3 separate regions of the Gossypium hirsutum genome follow, and regions 2 and 3 are each linked to region 1. A link is a contact called in public Hi-C data. All regions are on one chromosome and are shown on one strand. Each heading gives the region's core, a stretch centred on a gene start, on an enhancer-like site or on the middle of the called end of the contact. The rest is flanking DNA. Distances are from core to core; before and after follow the strand shown.

Region 1 (4,424 bases), core at 974-3,473:
TCTGAACAGCTCGTCTCTGAAGGATAAAGACATTGAAATAATAGCTGACAAGCTCCCTTTTGGATCGTGATGGGAACACCATTGGGAAATGCTTCCAGAACTTCTTACCCAAGGATGCAGGATTAGAGTAAACAACCTCACGAAAGATCTCTTCTTCTTCCTCACTCCATTTATATGCAACATCCTCACCCATATCATAAAACCCCAGCTTCACAAACTTTTCATGCCCAAGGGATTTTCGCAGTTTTTCCCGTGCTTCCATGACATGCTGTCTCACACATCTGAATGAGCCCCCATCCAGGCAGCTACAATCAGTTCTTCCAGCACCAACTTTGCCACTGTCATTTGCGGACAAATCTGAATCAGGCATTGGAATGACACATGTTCCCATCATAATCTCTTCATAGCCAATATCATTGGTGTCTGATGCACAATTCTGAACAAATTTGTCCTTTATGTGCCTACCCAATGAAGGAACATTGGCTTGATGATTTGGCCCAAGCAGAACCTGTTTTCGGGGAGACCGATCCAAGAGTAAAGAATAGGCATCCTCAACAGGGCCCAACATTCTTCTTGGGAAATCAAAGTCAAAATATTCTGGAGAAATAGGTGAAATTGCTGCCGGCCCAGTATCTACATCTTCCTCACTAGAAATGCTAGTGATCAAAGACAAGGGAGCACTAGTCTCAAAATCCTTATCAACCAAAGGTCTTTCATCATTAAGACCACCAGTTTCAAATGCTTCATCCCATTGGCATTTACGAAATCCACCCTCAACATCAACTGTCACAAAGAGGAAGATCACATCAATAATAAAACCATGCAGCAGAATAAGAATCATTCCCATAAAAACAAGCAGAAAAGCCAGAGAACACATTACCTGAAATATGGGGATTCTGATGGGTATAGCTATGGGAAATAGTATCAGCAAACTGAGTCAATTTGTTGTTATTGTCAAACTGTCTTGGATGCTTGAAAGGAAGTTCCTGCAACTCCTCACTGTCAAAAGGGCGCTTAAATCCCATTTACAACCTGCGGGACAAAAATGTTAATTATGAATATAAGGTAAAACAATAATAATAGAAAAGATATAGATGCATGTCGATCACAGAGTATACAGAAAAAAACATAGTGGCACATAGTAAGACAGAAAAATACATGAAATAGAAGACTAAGAAAGGGAGCATCAAGCTTATGTCAAAGAACACTTGACACAAGCAATAAACAAATAAATTAACCTGAAGCTCATTTAGACAGAAAAAAAAATACAATAGTGCTTGGGACCACCATGGTACTAATGCTAATTATGATGCACATACCAATTCATAGTACAGGCAAACTAACTTATTTGACTTTGCATGGAAAGCTAACAAGGTTAATAAATTAAAATTTAGTCAAATGCATAATAAAAGGAAAGAATTAACATATTAACCACTTACTAATGATGAAATGGATAAAAATTTATGTTAGGTGGAGTCAATTACTTCTAAATTGTGATGAATTGAAACTTCAATTGAACTGGAAAAAAGTGGAGAAGAATTAAAAGCCTAGGAAGCCTCAACTAAGACGATGAAAGCACTTAATTAGGCACTAAAATTGATTCAAGTATGGGAAGAGACGTTTCCCTAAATTAATTTGACTACCAGGTTGAAGCCCTAAATTTACAAGAAAACCCTAACCCTAAATTCCCAATTCGCCGAGGAAACGACGAATTGACAGCATAAAACTCTTGTAGACAATCTCGAGGTCACGTAAAACACCGAAACCCTCTACGAATTCACACATAGAGACGAACCCTAACGAATCGAAGAAACTAAACCCTAAAAAAACAAACCAAGAATAATCAGACAAAATTAGAGCGAATCACAAAGGGAAATCAACAAAAATCGAAGAGGAAACAAAACCTATGAGAGATCGATCAACAAAAAGGGCCCGATCGAGGAGATCGAATAACCCTAACCCTAGAGAAGCAAAAATTGAACGGCTGCGACAGAAAGAGAGATCAATCAAAAGAAAATAGCGAGAATCAAATAGATAATTACGTGATTTACAGATTTGATGAAGAACGATGAGAAAATCCGAGATCGATTTTCGGATTAATTTGGGGATCGTGAAAGAGGGTAAAGAGGCGATGGGAAGCGAGGATACGGTTCGGGGGCTTTTGTATACGAGGCGGTCCACTAAGAAAACCGGATTGGACTAATTTTGGTTTTTCGATGCCCAAACAGCATTTTTTGTCCTTTGTTATTCACCTGGACCTTTAAAGATAAACCGGTCCGGTTCTATATAAAATTACTGTAAGGTCCATTAATTTCTTTTACAATGAAATCAAATTAAATTTATCATAATACTAGTTTGTATACCCGTGCAACCAACGGATTTAGTTGGTGCACCGATTAGAATGTTACTTTATAAAATAATGAAAAACATATAAATTTTTAAAAAATTATCATTTTTTTTGTAAATTTATTTCTTTAATATGAAAAATAATATATTTTATAAAATAATAATAAAAGGTTTATAAATTTATAAAAAAAAAAAAAAAGAATTACCATTTCTTTAGAAAAAATGACATTGTATTAATGTTTTTATTAAATAAGAATTAAAATGATTTTAATAAATTTAATGGTTGAAATTTAAAACTTCATTGAAATTTGAGCTACATCAATTTCATTTTATTTCAATGTTGAATAAAATTTTGGATTCTAGTCGATTAAATTTATAATATTTTGAATTTATATTTCTAAATGTATAAATTTTATAAAATTATAAAAATTTAAAAATGAAATTTAAAAAAAAAAGCCTTAATTTTCTATGTTTTATAATTTGATCCTTTAACTTATTGGGACAAGTGGTGACCTCTTTAGCCATCCCCAGTGACACCAACTATATAATGATTGCAAGATAAAAGTCTCATTTTAGGTACTCTCGAATTCTAAGATAAAGCAGCACCAACAACAAAGAATGATGGGCTTTGCAATTGGAATTTTCAAAAATAAATTAGAATATTGTTCTCAGCTAGCTTATTATTGAATCTTTCTACACCATCACGATTGCGCATCATCAAACCCCTTTCAATATTCCTACCACTATACAACCTCTATCACCAATTTTCATCCATTAAGCTGAGCCACCATCCACCCACTACCTTGTCAATACCACAACATCCACCTTTGTTACCCATCTCCCATTTCTAACATCTTTTCTTCACTATAACATTAATTGCATAAATTCTCCAATAACATTTGTACCATTGAATCAATCCCACCATCTTTTTTCAACTTCTAACCATTTAGTTAGGAGTGAACAAAACTTGATTCAACTCGAAAAAGTCGAAAAAAATTCAAATTTCAAGTTAAATGAATTAAGTTATTCGATTTATTCAAGTCAATTCGAATTCTTTTTTGAATTTCGAGTTCAAATCGAGTTTAATTTTTGAATTCGAATAAACCTAATACCAAACTATAATATTTTACATTTTTACCCCAAACTCCCAAACATATTTACTTTCTTCAAAATTTTTTATTCCCCTCTCATCCTACCCCCTTCTACCCCTCAGCATTTTACTTCCTCAACCTCTAAAACTTTTTATTTTCTCCTAAAACTTTTACTCCCCTCCTATCCTCCGCTCTTATCCCAAACCCATTCCCCCCAACTCTCAAATTTTTTTTAATATCCCCTCCCTCAACCCCAAAACATTTTATTTTCTCCCTAAACTTTTACTTCTCACATTTTACCCTCAAATCAAAAATTAAAATCATCCAAAAAAAAACCCCTAAACCTAAATAATAATAATTTTTTATTTATATTTACTATTTATATTATTAAATTAAATTTCATATTTTACATTATTTATATTATTGAATTGTTTAATCATATTGAATCTTTACAATTTTTTGTTAAAATTAAATTATTGATTATGCTGTAAAATATTTGTGTTAAAATTTTATGTTGGTATCAATTGTACATTTTATCTTTAAGATAAATTTTATTTAAAAAATCATATTTTTTTTACATTTAATATATTTTTTAATTTCAAAATACATAGTGACAAGAATCAGAAGATAATTAAAACAACTAAGTAAGCAAAGAAGATAACCCGTATATAAAATATTAATAAATAAATTATGAGGGGATAAAAGTTAATAATAAATTTGATTACGGTAGGTGACAGTGATTACAAGGACTCAAAATTATTTTTTTAATTTATCTCGAACAAATATATTCGATTCGATTCGATTTGAATTCAATCTCACTGAACTCAATTCGAGAAAATTTCAAATCAAGTTAGAATGATAAAATAAGATTCATCAACTCGATTAACTCAAAATATTTACATTCGATTCAATTGAATGCTCACCCTTACATTTAGCAATAAACATAACATCAATACCAATCAACAAATTCAACCGAACCCTTCTCTC
Region 2 (4,424 bases), core at 607-3,106, 390 kb before region 1:
AACCATGATTCATTTTCTTTCATAAAATTTCAAAAATCAACATGAAAACTCTCATGGTAAAACCTAAAATTTCAACTATTTAACAAAAAGTCCCCTTGTTAGAAAGCTCATGCTACAATGGTTCTAAAAATGTAAAAGTTTTCGAGAAAAGCCATTAAAGTCACTTACTTGCAAGAGTAGAGAGTGATTGAAATTTTTGAGGCTCAAAAACCCCTACAATGGCTGAATTTTTTGTGGAGAAGGAGATAGGGAGATGATATCTTTTCTCTTTATCTTATTTTTATTTTAGTCAATTTAATCACCAAACCCACCAAATTTTGACTTTTTTGACCATCTTTGTCTCCTATGGTCGGCCATGTCTCTTTAAAGGGTCTAATTTCCCTTTAAAGACCCCCAATTTAGGTTCTCTAACTATTTGACACCCTTAGCTATCAAAATAGGACTTTTGCACTTTATGCGATTTAGTCCTTTTTCTCAATTAAGCTCACAAACGTTAAAATTAAGTCACCAAAATTTTCATGCACCTTTATAAACATGCCATCACCCATTAAATAATATTAAAAATAATTTTTTCAAACACGAATTAGTGGTTCTGAAACCACTGTTCTGACTAAGCCCAAAATCGGGTTGTTACAAATAATTTCACTAAAATGGCAAAAACGAATATTACAAAAGATGGAGATAAAACTAAACCCTAAAATCTAAAATAAAAACCCTCAAAATATAAACACAAAATTTTATGAAAGCTTGTGAAAGCTAATACCTAAATCTACTTATAGGCTAAATTCGTAAGTAAAAATAATATTAAAATAACCTACACTAACCATAGTTTAAGTGAGAAACTAAAAACAAAGTTTGACTGGAAGAAGAAAAGCCGAAAAATACGAGGCATAACTCCACATTTTTGTGAAAGAAAATTTCTAGTTGTTGGCTTCGTAAAAACTTTTGTGTTTAAGGCTTAAATTTATTTTTCTAAAGTCTACTAGTGAAATAGAAGAAGAACAAGAAGGAAAGGATGAATACTAAAGGGAAATACAAACCAATATGAAAAAAAAGGTCAAAAGAGTAAAGTTTAGTCTTCAAAACTTTCTACCTATTCAAGGATTAGAGCTTACATTACAAATTATCATCCAAATGATAGAGATAATATGATAATGATATATTTGTAAAAGTTACCTTATCAACCTCGCAATCGCAACTTTTCCCCAAAAAATTGCAAGAACGGATCAAAAGTTTCCAACTTCTTAGTACAAAAACTACATAATAGTCTTACATCTAACAATATAATACATTATTTTATCAAGGATTAGTATTGTAGATTAATTTATATGACTTTTATAAATATTTAATTTTTTTTAAATTTGACCCTACAATTTAAATTTCTTGACTCCACCCTGATTCAAATTGATTTAAAAATTAAAATTTTTAAATTTGAAGCTATTCAACTTAAATCCAAATAATTTTCCAACAAAAAAATCATCCGACGCACAAATATTTAATTCAACTTGATACTTAATGTTGTTTTAAAAATAAAATATAGTTTAAAATATTAGATGGAAAATTTATTTATTTTTGAACAGCCTAAATAAGATACTACTGTTAAGTTATTTCACCCTTTCATAGAGCTAAATAAATAACATGGAATATACATTTTGGTTGACAAGTCAAATCCTTGTTTGTTCATAATACATGCATCTTTTGCATTATTTTGTGGGTTGCAAGTGGACCTGAGATCATCGCATGTAGGGTTACTCATTCTACCACTGAAAAGCCATCATGGGCTGAAAAACCATAAAAAGTAGAAGAAGGGTAATTTTGAAACTATAAAGTTGAGATACGAAGATATAAAATGATGGACTCAAGTAGTAGGCTGATCCAACTTCATTGGTTTTCTTTTCTTGAGTGATTGGTTCAGTTGGATATTTCATGTAAAAATGTTGAAAAGAATATAATCCAAAGCCACAAGCTATAAAATCCCCCACCACATCTTATCTCATCCATTACAACCTTCTTTATGGCACCTTCACTTTTCACTCTCTCATCACCTTCTTCTTCTTTCCCCTCTTCTTCAACTACTCTCAAACCCTTTTCTTCTTTCTCCACTAAACCCACACTTTCCATCCACTTTGTAAAGAAACCCATCCCTGTTTCAGCAACCGCTGACCCTCCACCGCAGCTCCAAACCTTCTGGCAATGGCTCCAGGACCAGGGTGTTGTCTCTGCCAAGTCTCCCGTAAGGCCTGGAATGGTCCCTGAAGGACTTGGACTCATTGCAAAAAAGAATATTTCCAGGAACGAGGTTGTCTTGGAGATTCCTAACCGGTTTTGGATAAACCAGGATGCAGTTGTAGCTTCTGAGATTGGAACCGTGTGTAGTGGATTGAAGCCTTGGGTGTCTGTAGCTTTGTTTTTGATCAGGGAGAGGTTTAGGCAAGATTCTAAATGGGGGGTTTATCTTGATATACTTCCAGAGTTAACAGATTCCACTGTGTTTTGGTGGGTGTGGCTTGGTTTCTTATTTCCTTTTTACCCCCATTTATCTTTAAAAACAAATCTGTTTTTTGGGTTATAAATAATAATTTCCATTTCGTTAATGGGGCTTAGATCATTGTGGTTGATAAAGTGTTGTTTCTTTATGGTTCCAGTGCAGGTCAGAAGAAGAGCTAGCTGAGCTTCAAGGTAAATGCTTAGGATTTTACTTGTAAGAAGTTATAGTCTCCTTATCAAAGTTTGTACAACACTGCAGCAAAGCAGCTGGATTAGAAATATTGTTTTCCATGTTATTTAGGTTGAAGATTATCTTGTTTCAATTTTCATAGTTGGTACTGCATTCCAATGACCAGGTACTCAATTGTTGAGCACAACACTGGGGGTGAAAGAATATGTGCAGAATGAGTTCTTGAAAGTAGAGGAAGAAATCATACTCCCCAACAAGCAGCTCTTTCCAGCCCCTATAACATTGGATGATTTCTTCTGGGCATTTGGGATTCTCAGGTCAAGAGCATTTTCTCGCCTTCGCGGTCAAAATCTTGTTTTAATACCTCTTGCAGACTTGGTAAGCAGCATCCCTTCACTATGTTTCCAAACATCATCTTGCTTGCCCTGGAATCAGTTTCCAGAAATTACATGCAAGTTGGTCTGATATAAAAGGGTGATCATCCCCGCAACTTGTTCCCAATTTACAGAATATGAAAGAAAAGCTGTAACAGTCATGGTTATGTGGAAAGCTATAACTGCCTTTAGTTTCATTCTTTAACTTTTCTTCATTAATCAGATCAACCACAGCCCTAACATAACTACAGAAGATTATGCATGGGAGATTAAAGGAGCTGGACTTTTCTCTAGGGATCTCCTCTTTTCCTTGCGGTCTCCAGTTTCTGTCAAGGCTGAGGAGCAGGTGAGTTTTTTTTCTTTTAGAAGCTATCTGAGAAGGGTTATATTATATTTTATATATATCATCCACCTATCCCGTTGTCTTAGCATTCCTGCCATTTTAGCTAATCAATTAACGCACCCAAGATTTATAAACGTGAAAGGACTCAAATTGTCTGATACAATTCTAAGCTGAAAAATTCTGAGATTACATGTATGCAGATCATATAGTTTACTTATATGACAGACTGGATTAACTTGATCCTTTTATAACATGCATGTTGCAAAACAATTATGTTATCATCAAGGGCAAAGCTAGAAAATTTTTATAATTTTTATAGAATTAAGTTATATAACCTTATGAGAATTAAAATGCAATTTCACAATTTTAATAGCTTATATATTTATAAGTTTTGAAGGACAAAATCAAAATTTTGTCATTTTTGGGACCAAAGTATACTGTTATCTTTTACTAAATTAAAATCTTGTAAAATTTAAAGTGCCAAATTGAAATTTTACGCCTGGCCCCTACCAGCCCCTGGATATGATATGAAACATGTTCCATTGTATAGACTGATTGAGAAGACGATTCAACAGGTTTTGATTCAATATGATCTAGACAAGAGTAATGCTGAGTTAGCACTTGATTATGGATTCATAGAATCAAAGTCCGAGCGCAATGCTTACACGTTAACATTGGAGATATCGGAGTCAGATCCCTTTTTTGGAGACAAGCTCGACATTGCTGAGACAAATGGTTTGAGTGAGACTGCCTATTTTGACATAGTTTTGGGTCGTCCTCTTCCACCAGCACTCATTCCATATCTACGACTGGTGGCACTTGGGGGAACAGATGCTTTCCTCTTGGAATCTATTTTTAGAAACACAATTTGGGGCCACCTTGATTTACCTGTAAGTCGTGCCAATGAAGAGCTCATATGCCGGGTTGTCCGTGATGCCTGCAAATCTGCTCTCTCTGGCTATCATACCACCATTGAAGAGGTAAAGCTATATCTTTTCTTGTATAAAAATCAAAGCTAATTATTTAGTAG
Region 3 (4,424 bases), core at 1,398-3,897, 370 kb before region 1:
TTGAATTCCAGATTAAGGCATGATTGTTTTCAGACATTGGTTCTTTTGGCATGTTATCTGAGGAGATCTATACTTAAATGTGTGCTTGGGATATACATGTAATTTGTGTATACTAGGATGTAAATGAAGTAATGAACCATGATCAAACCTGAAACCCACTAAGCTTCGCTTCAAAAACAAGTGCCAGCCTCCTTATGTCATTAAACATTTCTTTGAATTTTAGTGAAAGGTCACACCAATTCCAGGAAAAAACAAAAGGTTTTGTGGAGGTTAAGAGTTGGAATCTAATGTTGACTAGATTGGTTAAGTGCAATCATCAATGACAAACAGATTCATAAGTACGATTCTGGATTCATATGATTCTTCTGCAAACAAAAGAATTAAAAACACCATATGTTAATGCTTTCCTGATCAGTCAACAAACATACTTTTCCACACCAATTCATTCTCAAGATCAATTAATATTTCTTATCATGCTACTACTATAGGAGTGATCTTCATCAGTACCCCAATTTATCAATAGCCAAGAGCATAATGTTTTTTTTTATAGGTGTGGATGGTAAGAGAGATGGAATATTTTCTTTCCACCAATTTCTTGGAGTTGAAAATTGAAAGGAAAGAAAATAAAATATTTCAAAAATGCATAATTTTGAACTAGCATATACACCTCTCTTATTTTCTCTCCTTTCATCTATCCAATTTGAAAGAAATAATTTTTATGCATTAGGATGAAAATTGGTCATCCCTTCTATTTTCTTTACTCTCACTTGTTTTCTCAATCAAACATACTCAAAATTATTTTCTTTTCACTTTTTCACCCCCTCTTCTCATCTCTCCAATTTTCCACCCAACCAAACACACCCTCAATGAATACAAAAGGAAGTACGAGGATAGAATCAAATTGTTTCATGTCTGTTCTTAGAATACAAGAAATTTTATGCACCTGAGCCATGAATGTCTTTGGAAGGGTTGAGAGGATCATCTTTAGCACTCATGAGCAGAAAACCCTGCTTGTTGGAGTTCTACCTAACCAACCACAACTCCTCTCCTTTAGTACTCCAAGAATGGAACTGGCAACCATATCCGAATCTACACGTAGCAATGTACATGATATCATTTAACACCCAAAAATTCAGAACAACATTGATTGATGGTCACCGAAAGTGTACGATTTGCAACTGAAATAGAAAACTGTATTCATCATGGAATGAACAAGCACCACAAACGAATACATTATCACCAACAAAGGCCCCTCCCAGATCCTAGAAGACCCGTCTCCATAACTCAACGTCTGTACCCTATGTTTAAACAACCCCTCCACAAATGTCAATCCAATTGTAGATACAAGAAATATCAACAGACCAACCTGAGTCTGCCCCTTGATTAGGACACCAGCTCGAACCAATGCTTGTACTCCCCAAACTTCCTCCAACACACACATTACAATCCCCATATCGCAGACAACAACAACATTGGCGAAAACAATTGCAAAAACTAGCCCAATCATTATCATCGCAACGACAACTATATCAGGTGAAAAACCAAGAACAGAGAGTACACTACATGCCACAAGAAGAAAAATGATGAAAGTTGTCACACAACCAACAATTACCATACACATCCACAAATAGGAAGAAACAAGCTGCCTCCAAAGCTTTCGAATTATCACAAAGAATTTGGAAACATCAGCTGATTCCTTCAAATAAGTAGAATCTACACAATAAACCACAGCAGCCTTTGATAACAAACTAAACGTAATGAGCAAAGGGAAGCACGTTACTGAGGAAACAGCCGTCTCAACTAAATGTTGGCACGACTGTTTGATGAAAGGTCTGAATGGAACTCCACTAGTTTTAGCAACTAACAAAAGCCTAACAGTTAGAGTGTACACAATGGATTCACCAACTAACAAATTAGAAGACATAAGGACTGCAGATACAGGGCAAATTAACAAAGCTAAAATGATCATAAAACCAGAACAATTGTACCGTAAAATCCTAACAGTTTCTCTTAAGATCTCTAAAACACTCGTCGAATGGAATCGGTGGTTAGGATGAGTAGCATCGTGGGATGATTGTAGCTCAAAACTTTGACCATGATGGGTTTCCTTCAATCGTTCCTTTTCTAGATGATCTGACCTCATTCGTGGAGAAGTAACGGTAGAAATTTCCATTATATCCAATACCCAGAAAATATCAAACCAAGAACCTACGTAAACATTGGAAATGATACACAAGCGCAGATCAAATCTGAAAGAGCTAGATCCAACTCTTTAACTGCTGAGCAGTCCCCAAAACACAAAATGAAATTGAAGGTAAAAGCTTGAATATTAGATTGTGAAATAGGAGGGAGATCCTCGAGTGTTAAATAAAAGAAGAGAAGGATTACACAAAATGAGCTACCATTTTTTGCATGCAATGGCGCCGAAGATCCTTAGTCTGTAACAGCTTGTAATGAGCCTTTCTGATTTTTCAAGATTTGGAAATATTTGTCGACAGGATTTGGATTTCGATGGTTACAGCCAGGAAGGGACCTCAGTTTGGCAAGCGACAAAAGGCACAAGATAGGCATTAATTAATTTTAAATTGACTGTAAATTCATCCAAATTTCTAAAAGCACCGTCAAAGAAACAATATTGTATCAGGCAGTGATGCCAACCGAACGGATTCTTTTTTAATCAAAGCCCACAGGAAGCACTAAAACTTTTTTAAAAAATATAAATAAATAAATAAGTCCCTTTTTAGCGTTTAAACTTTTAAAATGTATTAAAAAAATTTAAAAATAATTTTTTATTTTTTTATTTAATTAAATACTTAAATTTTCAAAATATATTAAAAAGATTTTTAAATTTTTTCAAAAAATTAATTAAACTTAAAAAATAAAAAAAATAAATTTAGACAATTTATTAAATTTTAATAAAAATATAAAAATTAAAAAATTATTAAAAATTAATTTTTTATAAAAATAGTAAAAAAGTAAAAATTATAAAATTTTATAAAAATCATAAAAATTTTTAATGAACCTCTAATTTTTTTAATTAAAGTCATTACATAACACAGCATGACAGCGTGGCATGTGGCAATAATTATTATAAATTTTTTTTTACGAAATTTATATTTCTTTACATTTTGTATAATTTTGTTACGACTTTATAAAATTTTATAATTTTTACTATTTTTATTTTTTTCTAATTTTTAATATTTTATTTTTTATTAAAATTTAATAAATTTATAGATTTTTTTAATTTTTTTAATTTTTTTTCTAATTTTTAATAAAGGCAAGGACTTAATTGCTTTTTTTAAAAAGTTTGATGGTCTTTTTGATACATTTTGATAATTCAAATATCTAAATAAGTGCAATAAAATTTGGGGCTTAATTTTTATTTTATTTTTTAAAAAATGTTGGAGGGTCTTTTTGATGCATTTTAAAAGTTTAAGTACTGAAATGAGTGAAAAAAAAAAGCAGGGGATTAATTATTTTTTTTGAAAAAAGTTTGAGGGCATTTTATACCTTTAAGCCAATTTATAACTAATTATTTATTTTTATTTATAAGATTTTTAATTATTTTAGATATTTTATAATACTTTTTATTTAACTTGGTAAAATTAAGATTAATATAAAAAATTATTAAATATTTCAAAGAAGTTAGGGATTTTTTTTATTTTTTATTTTAGGATCGATTGGGTAATTAAATTTTAAATTTCAATAGATTTCGGGGCAAACAAAAAACCATCTATCAATTAAGTTATTTCATTAGATTGAACTTTAAATGAAGAGTTGAATTTAATGTAGAATATATTTTAAATATATGATAATAAAATTATTAATAGCTTTAACTTGACTACTTAAAAACACAAAAAAGTTAAAATTTAATCCAAGTTTAGTAGGTCTTTTTCATACAATACTTAGAATTATTCATAATCCCTTAGTAATATTTAAATAGGAGGATAATATAACATCCCTCACCTATTTACGATGCCGGATTAGAGTTACTGAATGCTACGGCAATTAACAACTAAAAAACATGCATTTCAAATTTGAAATTTAAATAAAACAATCATTAATAGACGAGTATTCATTAAACATGGTATTCATATAAAAAAAAAGGGGGCTTAAATCAAGCTTTAAGATACGAAAGGTAGACTTGAGCATGAAAAAGAACCAAATTATAAAATTTTCAAAACTTGAACAAAGTATCGATATATTTGAAATGGTATTGATATTTTTATAAATTTATCGATAATTAACAAAATGTATCAATACCAAATTGGCATTCTGCCAAATTCTAAAACTGTTCAAATGGTTTGGTAACGATACTCTAATCCAAACTATCGATACCTTACTATAAAATAGTAAAAAAATCTTAGGTTTAAAGTTCAAATCATGCTCAAAACATATATCACTATTAAGGAGTCATACATACA

What was found. A called contact is a pair of places that touch in the nucleus more often than the background predicts.
Region 2: a Hi-C map of leaf shows a contact between it and region 1, with 3 times the contacts expected there. The contact joins the promoter of LOC107887371 here to the promoter of LOC107887358 in region 1.
Region 3: a Hi-C map of leaf shows a contact between it and region 1, with 2.0 times the contacts expected there. The contact joins the promoter of LOC107887368 here to the promoter of LOC107887358 in region 1.

The regions. Positions count from the first base shown.
Region 1 is chrA03:67,658,278-67,662,701 of Gossypium_hirsutum_v2.1, forward strand. LOC107887358 reads right to left here and starts at 2,224. Exons shown (of 3, transcript XM_016811560.2): 1 at 2,043-2,224; 2 at 881-1,032; 3 at 1-783. The coding sequence starts at 1,025.
Region 2 is chrA03:67,263,696-67,268,119 of Gossypium_hirsutum_v2.1, forward strand. It overlaps LOC107887371 (fructose-bisphosphate aldolase-lysine N-methyltransferase, chloroplastic), which reads left to right and starts at 1,857. Exons shown (of 6, transcript XM_016811579.2): 1 at 1,857-2,496; 2 at 2,651-2,679; 3 at 2,844-3,055; 4 at 3,275-3,397; 5 at 3,970-4,374. The coding sequence starts at 2,015.
Region 3 is chrA03:67,285,027-67,289,450 of Gossypium_hirsutum_v2.1, forward strand. LOC107887368 reads right to left here and starts at 2,648. Exons shown (of 1, transcript XM_016811576.2): 1 at 446-2,648. The coding sequence starts at 2,173. The coding sequence ends at 1,133.